2 separate regions of the Oryctolagus cuniculus genome follow, and region 2 is linked to region 1. A link is a contact called in public Hi-C data. All regions are on one chromosome and are shown on one strand. The core of a region is the stretch at or near the end of the contact, and the rest is flanking DNA. Distances in the headings are between cores, read along the strand shown. Region 1 overlaps CAB39L (calcium binding protein 39 like). Region 2 holds the start of RCBTB1 (RCC1 and BTB domain containing protein 1).

Region 1 (4,234 bases), core at 1,628-4,127:
TGAAAGGCAGAATTACAGAGAGGCAGAGAGAGAGAGGTCTTCCATTCGCTGGTTCACTCCCCAGATGGACACGATGGTCGGAGCTGCACTGATCCAAAGCCAGGAGCCAGGAGCTTTCTCTGGGTCTCCCATGTCGGTGCAGGCATCCAAGCACTTGGGCCATCTTATACTGCCTTCCCAGGCCATAGCAGAGAGCTGGATCCGTAGTGGAGCAGCTGGGACTTGAACTGGCACCCATATGGGATGCAGGCATTGCAGGCTGCAGCTTTACCCACTACATGATAGCACCAGCCTTGGTTTTACTTCTTTTAAAAGAAAAATTTCGGCTGGCGCCGTGGCTCACTAGGCTAATCCTCTGCCTTGCGGCGCCAGCACACCGGGTTCTAGTCCCGGTCGGGGTGCCGGATTCTGTCCCGGTTGCCCCTCTTTCAGGCCAGCTCTCTGCTGTGGCCCGGGAGTGCAGTGGAGGATGGCCCAAGTGCTTGGGCCCTGCACCCCATGGGAGACCAGGAGAAACACCTGGTTCCTGGCTTCGGATCAGCGCACCGGCCGCGGCGGCCATTGGAGGGTGAACCAACAGCAAAGGAAGACCTTTCTCTCTGTCTCTCTCTCTCACTGTCCACTCTGTCAAAAAAAAAAGAAAAAAGAAAAATTTGAAGCAAATGTCAAAATCTGTTCAGTTGGTATGGTGAATGTAGCACTATCTGTTAATGTTATTTTCTGTTTGAAAGTCTTTCTTTTTAACATTTTCTTTTTTTGTTTTTTTTTCCACTTTTATTTAATAAATATAAATTTCCAAAGTACAGCTTATGGATTACAATGGTTCCCCACCCCCATAACTTCCCTCCCTCCCACAACCCTCCCATCTCCCGTTCCCTCTCTGATTGTTTGAAAGTCTTTTAAAATTAAAACAGGAACATGCATTTGGCTTAATGGTTAGGATGCCTGGGTCCCAAACTGGAGTGCCTGGGATTAAGTCTTGCCTCTGCTTCCAATCCAGTTTCCTGCCATTTCACAACACTGGAGGCAGCAGATAATGGCTCAGGTACTTGGGGTCCCTGTCTCCTATGTGGGAAACCTGGATGACATAAAAATACTTTAAACTTTTTAAAAGTCAAAGTAAGGGGCTGGCGCTGTGGCATAATAGGCTAGGCCTCCGCCTGTGGCCCTGGCATCCCATATGGGTTTGTGTCCCAGCTGCTCCTCTCCTGATCCAGCTCTCTGCTATGGCCTGGGAAAGCAGTAGAAGATGGCCCAAGTGCTTGGGCCCCTGCACCCACATCAGGGACTCAGAAGAAGCTCCTGGCTTCAGATTGGCCCAGCTCCGTACATTGCAGCCATTCTCTCTACCTCCCTCTCTCTCTCTCTCTAACTCTGCCTCTTAAATAAATAAATAAATCTTAAAAAAAAAAAAAAAAGTTAAAGTAATGCTTGGTCACAGAACACTGAGGTGTTCCATACAAGGTAGTGAGGAGAGTTACAGGAAAGATGACTTACTGCTGATCTCAGAAAGGAGAATGGTCCGGGGCTTTCTGTGAGCTAACAGGACAAGTGGGGGCCTTGCTGAGGCACGGGGTTAAGCCTCTGCCTGTAAAGCCGGCATCCCCTGTGGGCACCCATTCGAGTTCCGGCTGCTCCACTTCCAATCCAGTGGTGGAAGATGACCCAAGTACTAGCGCCCCACCACTGTTTGGGAGCCCTGGATGGAATGTGAGGCTCCTGGCTTTGGCCTGACTCAGCCCTGGCAGCTTTGGCCATTTGATGAGTCAATGAATGGAAGATCTATCTTTGTCTCTCTCCATCTCTCCCTAGAACTCTGCCTTTCAAATAAATAAATAAATCTTCAACAAAAGTGACCCAGGAAACAGGGGAGGGTCCCTGTGTCCCCTGGTGTGTGTCCCTGGCCCACATGTTCGTTTCTTTCTGTTCCAGGTGTTTGTGGCCAGTCCTCACAAAACACAGCCTATTGTGGAGATTCTATTAAAAAATCAACCCAAGCTCATTGAGTTTCTGAGCAGCTTCCAGAAGGAGAGGACAGACGATGAGCAGTTCAGTGACGAGAAGAACTACCTGATTAAACAGATCCGCGACTTGAAGAGGGCTGCCCCCTGAAGAGCCCGGGTCACCACCGCCGCCACTGTCGCCGTGTCCTTCTGGGTCATCGGGTCACATCGTTCTGGGGAAGGCTGTGGAGGTGCCTCTTTTTTCTCAATTAATTGTTCAGGATAGATGGAGCATAAGCTCCGTAAGTTGGAATGGAAACCATTAACCTAGAATAATATATTCATTCTAATCAAGTGTGTGATCAGAGCCATTCTGTTAGACGGTGATAAAATGGGATTTTAACTTGCAGGGCCAAGCCCTGGGTCACCACAGCCACCAAGTCACGGCACTGCTATGTCCTCAGGGGAGGGCTGGGGGGTGCACATCCCCTCAGCCTGTCTGCACTCACACAGATCTCTTTAGGCACTAAGAGATCCCAGTAGCCAAGGTGAACGTTGTCGGTCATTATCATCCTCTTGCGGCCTACCTGACATGGTCTGACGGTAGTGCATGGTCCCTGACTTTCTGTGGAGCTCAGCCCCGAAGCTGCTCACGGTGCCACCTTCCCTCCCAGTGGTCCCCTGAGCACACCCTTCATGTGGCACCTGCACGCCACCTGCAGCTGGGTTAGCCTGGAAGCAACCCGGGAGCACCAGGAGGGCCCACGAGCTCCCCGGGCACAGAGGACCGCAGGGGTGCCTTGCTCGCTGGAGAGCTGCACACAGAGCCCTGCTGGTGCGCCCCAGCCTCTGGAGCACGGCGAGGGCCGCACATTTCCCTCCTGGCTGTCCTTATGGAGAGCGCTGTGTGGAGCTGGAGCATTCTGCCAGGGAGTCCCTGTGTTGCCAGGCCCGGCCGGCTGGCACCCCGGGGCCAGAGGGTTGCCACGGTGAACTCTCCTCCACAGGGAGACCTCACCCCCTCGAGCTCAGTGTTCAAAAACAATGCGCGGGTGACTGAAGATCACTCTTCAGTTCGTTTTCTAGAAAGTTGTCATTCCACAGTCGTCCATCGAAATCTTCATTGAAAAGGTAGAAAACCTGTGTACAGTTTTGGTCCCAGATACTCTCTTGCAGGGTGGAATGATTAAGGAGTTAGTTGAGCTTCTTAAGGCATAGAACCAAAAAATTTAAAAGGCCATGGTTTATTTTCAGAAGGCATCCAGTGTGTAAAATGGGATTTAAAGCTCTATTTACAAGACACGAAAGGTCCAGTTGCTGGAGCTCCTGCTACCCACGGAAACCATCGCTAATTTTTACAGTTCTTGAGTGCTGTGTTCTTTTTCTTCAGCCAGAAATTCCTCTGCGCAGAGCTGGGAAGAGAAATGTGGTCCCCGGGATCAGTGCTCTGACCTGAGGAATGAGCTGGCAGCACATCTGCCTCCTCCTGGGCTGGCTTCCACGCCGGGCACAGGTCCTGGGGCGGACGGTGCGGGTAGGGCCCACAGCGCCTCCCACAGGAGGGTGCACAGCAGCTCGCCCCCATGACCTGGAAGGTCACATCCTCTTGATAATGCTCCCTGACAGCCCAGAGTCCCTTAGAACTGATTAGAGAGATAAGTGTAGCTATTTAAAAAGGAGGGTGAAACAGCCATTGGGAATGTATTTGGTTGCTCAACAGCGTTCCACACCTCCACGGGACACATGTTTTCCACTGGAAAGCAAGGCCTTGTTATAATTCTTTTTTGATTAAAACAAAAATTCATATTTTATTTCCTCTGGGCTTGAATTAGCTCTTCCCTAGCAACCCTTTATCCCAGCTCAATACCTGTCAAACAGAACACTGGAGTCTCAGATGCAATAAATGAAGTAGCTGGGGTCATGTTGTGATAGGAATTTGTAAATCGTTAACTCTGACAGGGGTGGGGGCAACGGCAGGAATTCACAGTCAAAATATGTTTGCACAAAGACTGCTGTAAATTGTGAGAAATTGAATTTTGAAAAGGTCATATTTAATAGGCTATTTCAAAAGCACACCTTTAAATAAAGACTGACTAAATGAAAAGGTAGCCCTACTCCCTGATGGGCTCCTTGCTCTGCTGGAGTGGGCTTTCACCCACTCCAAACAGGGTAAGCGCCAGCCCTCAGGGAAAGGGCCGGCCTTGGGCCAGCACAGGGGTCCAGCCTTGGGTTCTCCTCGGCGTTCTCTGGCCGCCAGGGGCCTGCACACATTCATTGGGGAAGCCTACAGA
Region 2 (4,140 bases), core at 377-2,876, 280 kb before region 1:
TTTGCCGTTGGTTCACCCTCCAATGGCCGCTGTGGCCTGGCGCGCTGTGGCCGGCGCATTGCACTGATCTGAAGCCAGGAGCCAGGTACTTATCCTGGTCTCCCATGTGGGTGCAGGGCCCAAGGACTTGGGCCATCCTCCATTGCACTCCCTGGCCACAGCAGAGAGCTGACCTGGAAGAGGGGCAACCAGGACAGAATCCGGTGCCTCGACTGGGACTAGAACCCGGTGTGCCGGCGCTGCAAGGCGGAGGATTAGCCTAATGAGCCATGGCGCCAGCCTTTAATCTACTATTTATAAATTGGAATCCTTTACCCTGTATAAAAAGTTCAAATGCTCCAAAATAAGCTGCTTTGGAACAAGTAATTTTGATTTTTTTAAAGATGATAATCATAGAGTGCTTTGGGGGCTAGAGAAGAAAGGTTAAAAACTCACCTGGCACTTGTCCAGGTAAATTTCAGAGGAAGAGCCCACAATTTGTCCGATAGAAAGTTACTCAACCCAATAAACACAAATACCATTAAATATATCACTTTGTCAAGTGTATCGAAATTTTTTAGGCTGCCTTTGTCCCAGAGGTAAATAAAGTCACCACATCCAGCAATTCAGGTTGAATTACTATTCCCTGAAAAATAAGTTTCATGACTTACTTCCTTTGAGCACAGGGTTCTCTTCTGCAAGTCTGTGCCTCTCTCTCCCTCTACTACTTATCCTCCAACTTCAGCTGTCCAGGAAGCTTTTTCCCAACTCCTAGTTTATGGGCTTCCTCTGTGTTTCCTTACATCTTGTATCATGAGACTTCTTTACCCTGTCCTGGAATAATGAACCAGACTATACATTCCTTAAGGTTAGCAACTTCTGGAATGAGCAAAAATGTGTCCCATTTACCTTTTTATTCCCCAAGATGCTTCACATATGATATCTGACACATAATGAACATTGAATGCTCAGGAAATATATGATCACTCAAGCCTCATGCCCTTCCACATTTTACAGAGATTCTTTTGTCAGGTTATAGGAAAAAAAAACCTGATTCCAATTCTTTGAGCAAAATAGTCCTCTTTCAGTGAACTCACCAAACTGCTACTTTGGCTGAGCCACTTGATTCAAAGGATATTGAGGATCTACAACATGCTAGGGACAGTACCAAGCTGAGAGAGCCCTTATAAAAAGAGTTCATCATCCAGGAGAGAAGATGGCAATGGACAATCAGTTCTCAAGGAAACGTACAGCACATTCGGGAAATGTGAAATTTACCTATCGGAATATGTGCTGTGTTCAAGAGATCCAGGAAGAAGTTGCAGCTGACACTGAATTTACCTAACGACTCGAAGCTGCTGAATTTGGGTGGCAGATGCAGGAAGAGACTACAAGGATGAGTAGGTGGTGTTTGACCTGGATTTTGAAAGATGAGTAGGAGCCTGATGTGTACTTTGGGGGTTGCTGTGAGGTGAACAAGATTTGGTTGCTAACTCATGCACATGTTTGAGCCCCAAAGTCACAAGTTTATGGGACTCAGAGGGTGGGAACAATCCAACTGTGGTGTTCAGGAGGAGGGCCTAGTGGGAGGTCCTTAGGTCTCTGGGTGGAGTGCCCTGAGATGATTATAAAAACCTGCTTCTGGCCATGTGCTGCAAGCTCCTGCCACTGCATCCTCACCAGACAGCTCAAGCCTGCCTCATCTTGGAGAGCAAACTTTTTAAACCGTGAGTTGAAAACAAAAACAAAAACAAAAACACCTTCCTTCATGGGTAGCTTTTCTTAGCTATGTGTTAAGTGACAAAAAAAAAAAAAATCTAGAACAGGTGTTGCTAAAGAATAACGGAGCTCCACAGTGAAGGGGTAAATACAGATTTTATTCAGAAACTATTGCGATAGAAGGAGAGAGCAGAAAATACAATCCACACAACTGGGCTCCATTTCCAAACTGTAATCCTGTCTCAATGAAATCTGCTTTCACCTCTTTCCTGTCTTGGCTCAGGTTTTAAGGAATTTATTGATTCCGGATGTTTCAGATGGAGGCAAAAGACTGAAAAAACACGAAGAAGAATAAAGTGATTTAGGGGAAAAGGAAGACTCCAAAGAAAGTTATCACGAAAACCAGCGCCTAGAGAAACTGCGCAAGGGGCAGGTGAAGAAAAGCTGGTTTCTTTTAATCAGGAAGCTGTTCGGTGACGCTTGGAGAACGAAGAGTTTTTCCTGGTTGTTCACGGGAGTTTATCTGGGAAAGGTAAATCTGAACACGGTTGCATGCAGTGCTTTGCTAGGAGTGTGGACTTCAGCCTGCAGTGCCACCTGGGAGTGCTGCGATCTGGATGGTGTTTTACAAAGATGACTGCGCTCTCCGTGCGAGCTTCAGGCAGCAGCCCCTCTCCTGGCCTCAGTTTACGCACTTGTATTCGTAATAAGAAATAGCTTGCCTCAGATGGCCTCTTGGGTCCCTTCTGACCTTGGCAGCCTGCTTCCCAGGTACCTCTATCTTCCCTGCCCCTGGCTTTGGTGCTTCCAATCCGAACCGGGTAGGGAGGCAGAGGCAGGTTTCCAGGTGAAACAAAGGTCTCCCTTGTGCGGCCATTTATCCCAGGCAGCGCCTCAGGGCCATCTAGTTGCGGGGGAAGGGTTTTCCCCGCTGGCTTTTCCGTCCCGGGTTTCCCTGGAGCAGGAGGCCGGTCCTCCCCACTGCGAAGCCACCCGGCGAGGAAGGACAGAGGCTCGCCCCTCGCGCTGGAGAGACAAAACCAAGTAAGGCCAGGCAGCAGCCACCGCGGGACACCCTGCGAATGCTTGCAGGGCCTCGCGCAGTCCCAGGGTCCAAGGTGCAGGGGTTCAGGGCCGGGGCCTGGCAAGCGCCCAGGGTCACGTGAAGCCGCTCGGCCACGTGACCGGCGGGCCCGGCGCCCTCACGCTCCGCCTCCGGCTCCTCCCCCTCCGTCGCTCGCTCCCGCTCGTGCGGCTGGCGGAGCTCGGGAGATCCCCGCGGCGCTCCCCGCGGCCCGGCCGGACGGCGCGGCGGCGGCGGCTGCCTCGCAGGTAGCGTATGAGTGCGGCGGAGAGCCCACGGAGGTCGCGTCTGCCCCTTTCCCTCCCCGCGGGCCGGGCCAGGCCGGGCGCGCTCCGTTACTCCGCGCCCTCGCCGCCTCCCGGGCCCGCGGGCGCTGCGTCCGGGGCGGGGGCGCTGGCACCTCAGCTCCCGTGTCCTGCGCGGAGGAGGATAGAGGGGAGGGTGGGGAGAGGAGGAAAAGTTTTCCTGGCTGCCTGTCCTTCTGGCAGCACAGACGCCGGCCGTTGTGCCCGTAGCCTAAGTCTCGCTGCTGTGGGCGCCGTTGTGCCGGGAGAGACCTCGCCTCGGGCACTGCCCATCCTCCCTCGGCCCTTGCAGAAAACTTGGCATCGGCTCCTTCACCTCCCCACGGTAGGAGTGCCACAGACCGTGTTATTGACTGCGTGCCTTTCCCCACGCGCGGAATCCACAGAGGGGACTGGGGACCTTTATCCAGGAGTGCGGTGACCTGAGTTAGCGACGCTTCCCCTGTCCTGCCTCGGATCCACTCCATTTTATTTAAGATGCCCATTGGGGCGCGCTCTGCCCTGGCTCTGCTCGGGGCTTTTTGTTTATCCGCAGACAGGATAGAGCCATCTGCTCCAGAACTCTCTGCAGCTGGGGCATACCGTCTTACAAAGCAGTCTTGTAATGATGGTCTTGCAGAATCAGATTCAGGGTCTCACGTGCCTTTTTTCTTTCTTTTTTTGGTGGGGGGTGGATTAAAGGCCTTAGAGGGTGAAAGCTGAGTTTCTGAAATTGCTGTGTGTTGTGGGCACACATCCTCAAAATGCCCGAGCGTGCAGGGATCGCGCCGGGAGGCATGGAAAACGGATGGAACCCTGACAGCCGGTTCCTAGCGGCTTTAAACTTTACGAGCATGCGTTTGAAGGGAGCACTGGGTGAGTTTCACCCCTCTGAACTGCGTTGGGGCTGGAATCACTGTATTCAGATGCTATTAACGTAGCAGTTCATCTGTGGGATGGGTTTTAATCCATTAATCCACCTGGTGAAGACCGGTCTATTGTTAATGCTGCTAGACAAGTCCCTTTCTTTTACCCTTTAGTCTGTTTCTTTCGAGGAGAGAATCTTTAAAAGGG

Evidence for each region. Hi-C and Micro-C count contacts between places; a contact is called where the count stands out from the background.
Region 2: a Hi-C map of liver shows a contact between it and region 1, with 6 times the contacts expected there. The contact joins the promoter of RCBTB1 here to the enhancer-like site in region 1. A contact is called at or near these places in 4 of 6 Hi-C or Micro-C datasets (ear pinna, liver, skin fibroblasts and 1 more).

What each region holds. Positions count from the first base shown.
Region 1 is chr9:68,627,919-68,632,152 of mOryCun1.1, reverse strand. It overlaps CAB39L (calcium binding protein 39 like), which reads left to right. Exons shown (of 12, transcript XM_070048887.1): 12 at 1,933-2,297. The coding sequence ends at 2,112. Among named protein-coding and RNA genes, the nearest start is that of CDADC1, 69 kb to the right of the region's middle. Within about 2 kb of position 2,877, at least 1 of the 8 cell types and tissues checked has an H3K27ac peak or open chromatin away from gene starts, as enhancers often do. A contact at or near this core is called in ear pinna, where this site is marked.
Region 2 is chr9:68,904,743-68,908,882 of mOryCun1.1, reverse strand. RCBTB1 (RCC1 and BTB domain containing protein 1) reads left to right here and starts at 1,626. Exons shown (of 14, transcript XM_008273852.4): 1 at 1,626-1,706; 2 at 1,982-2,230.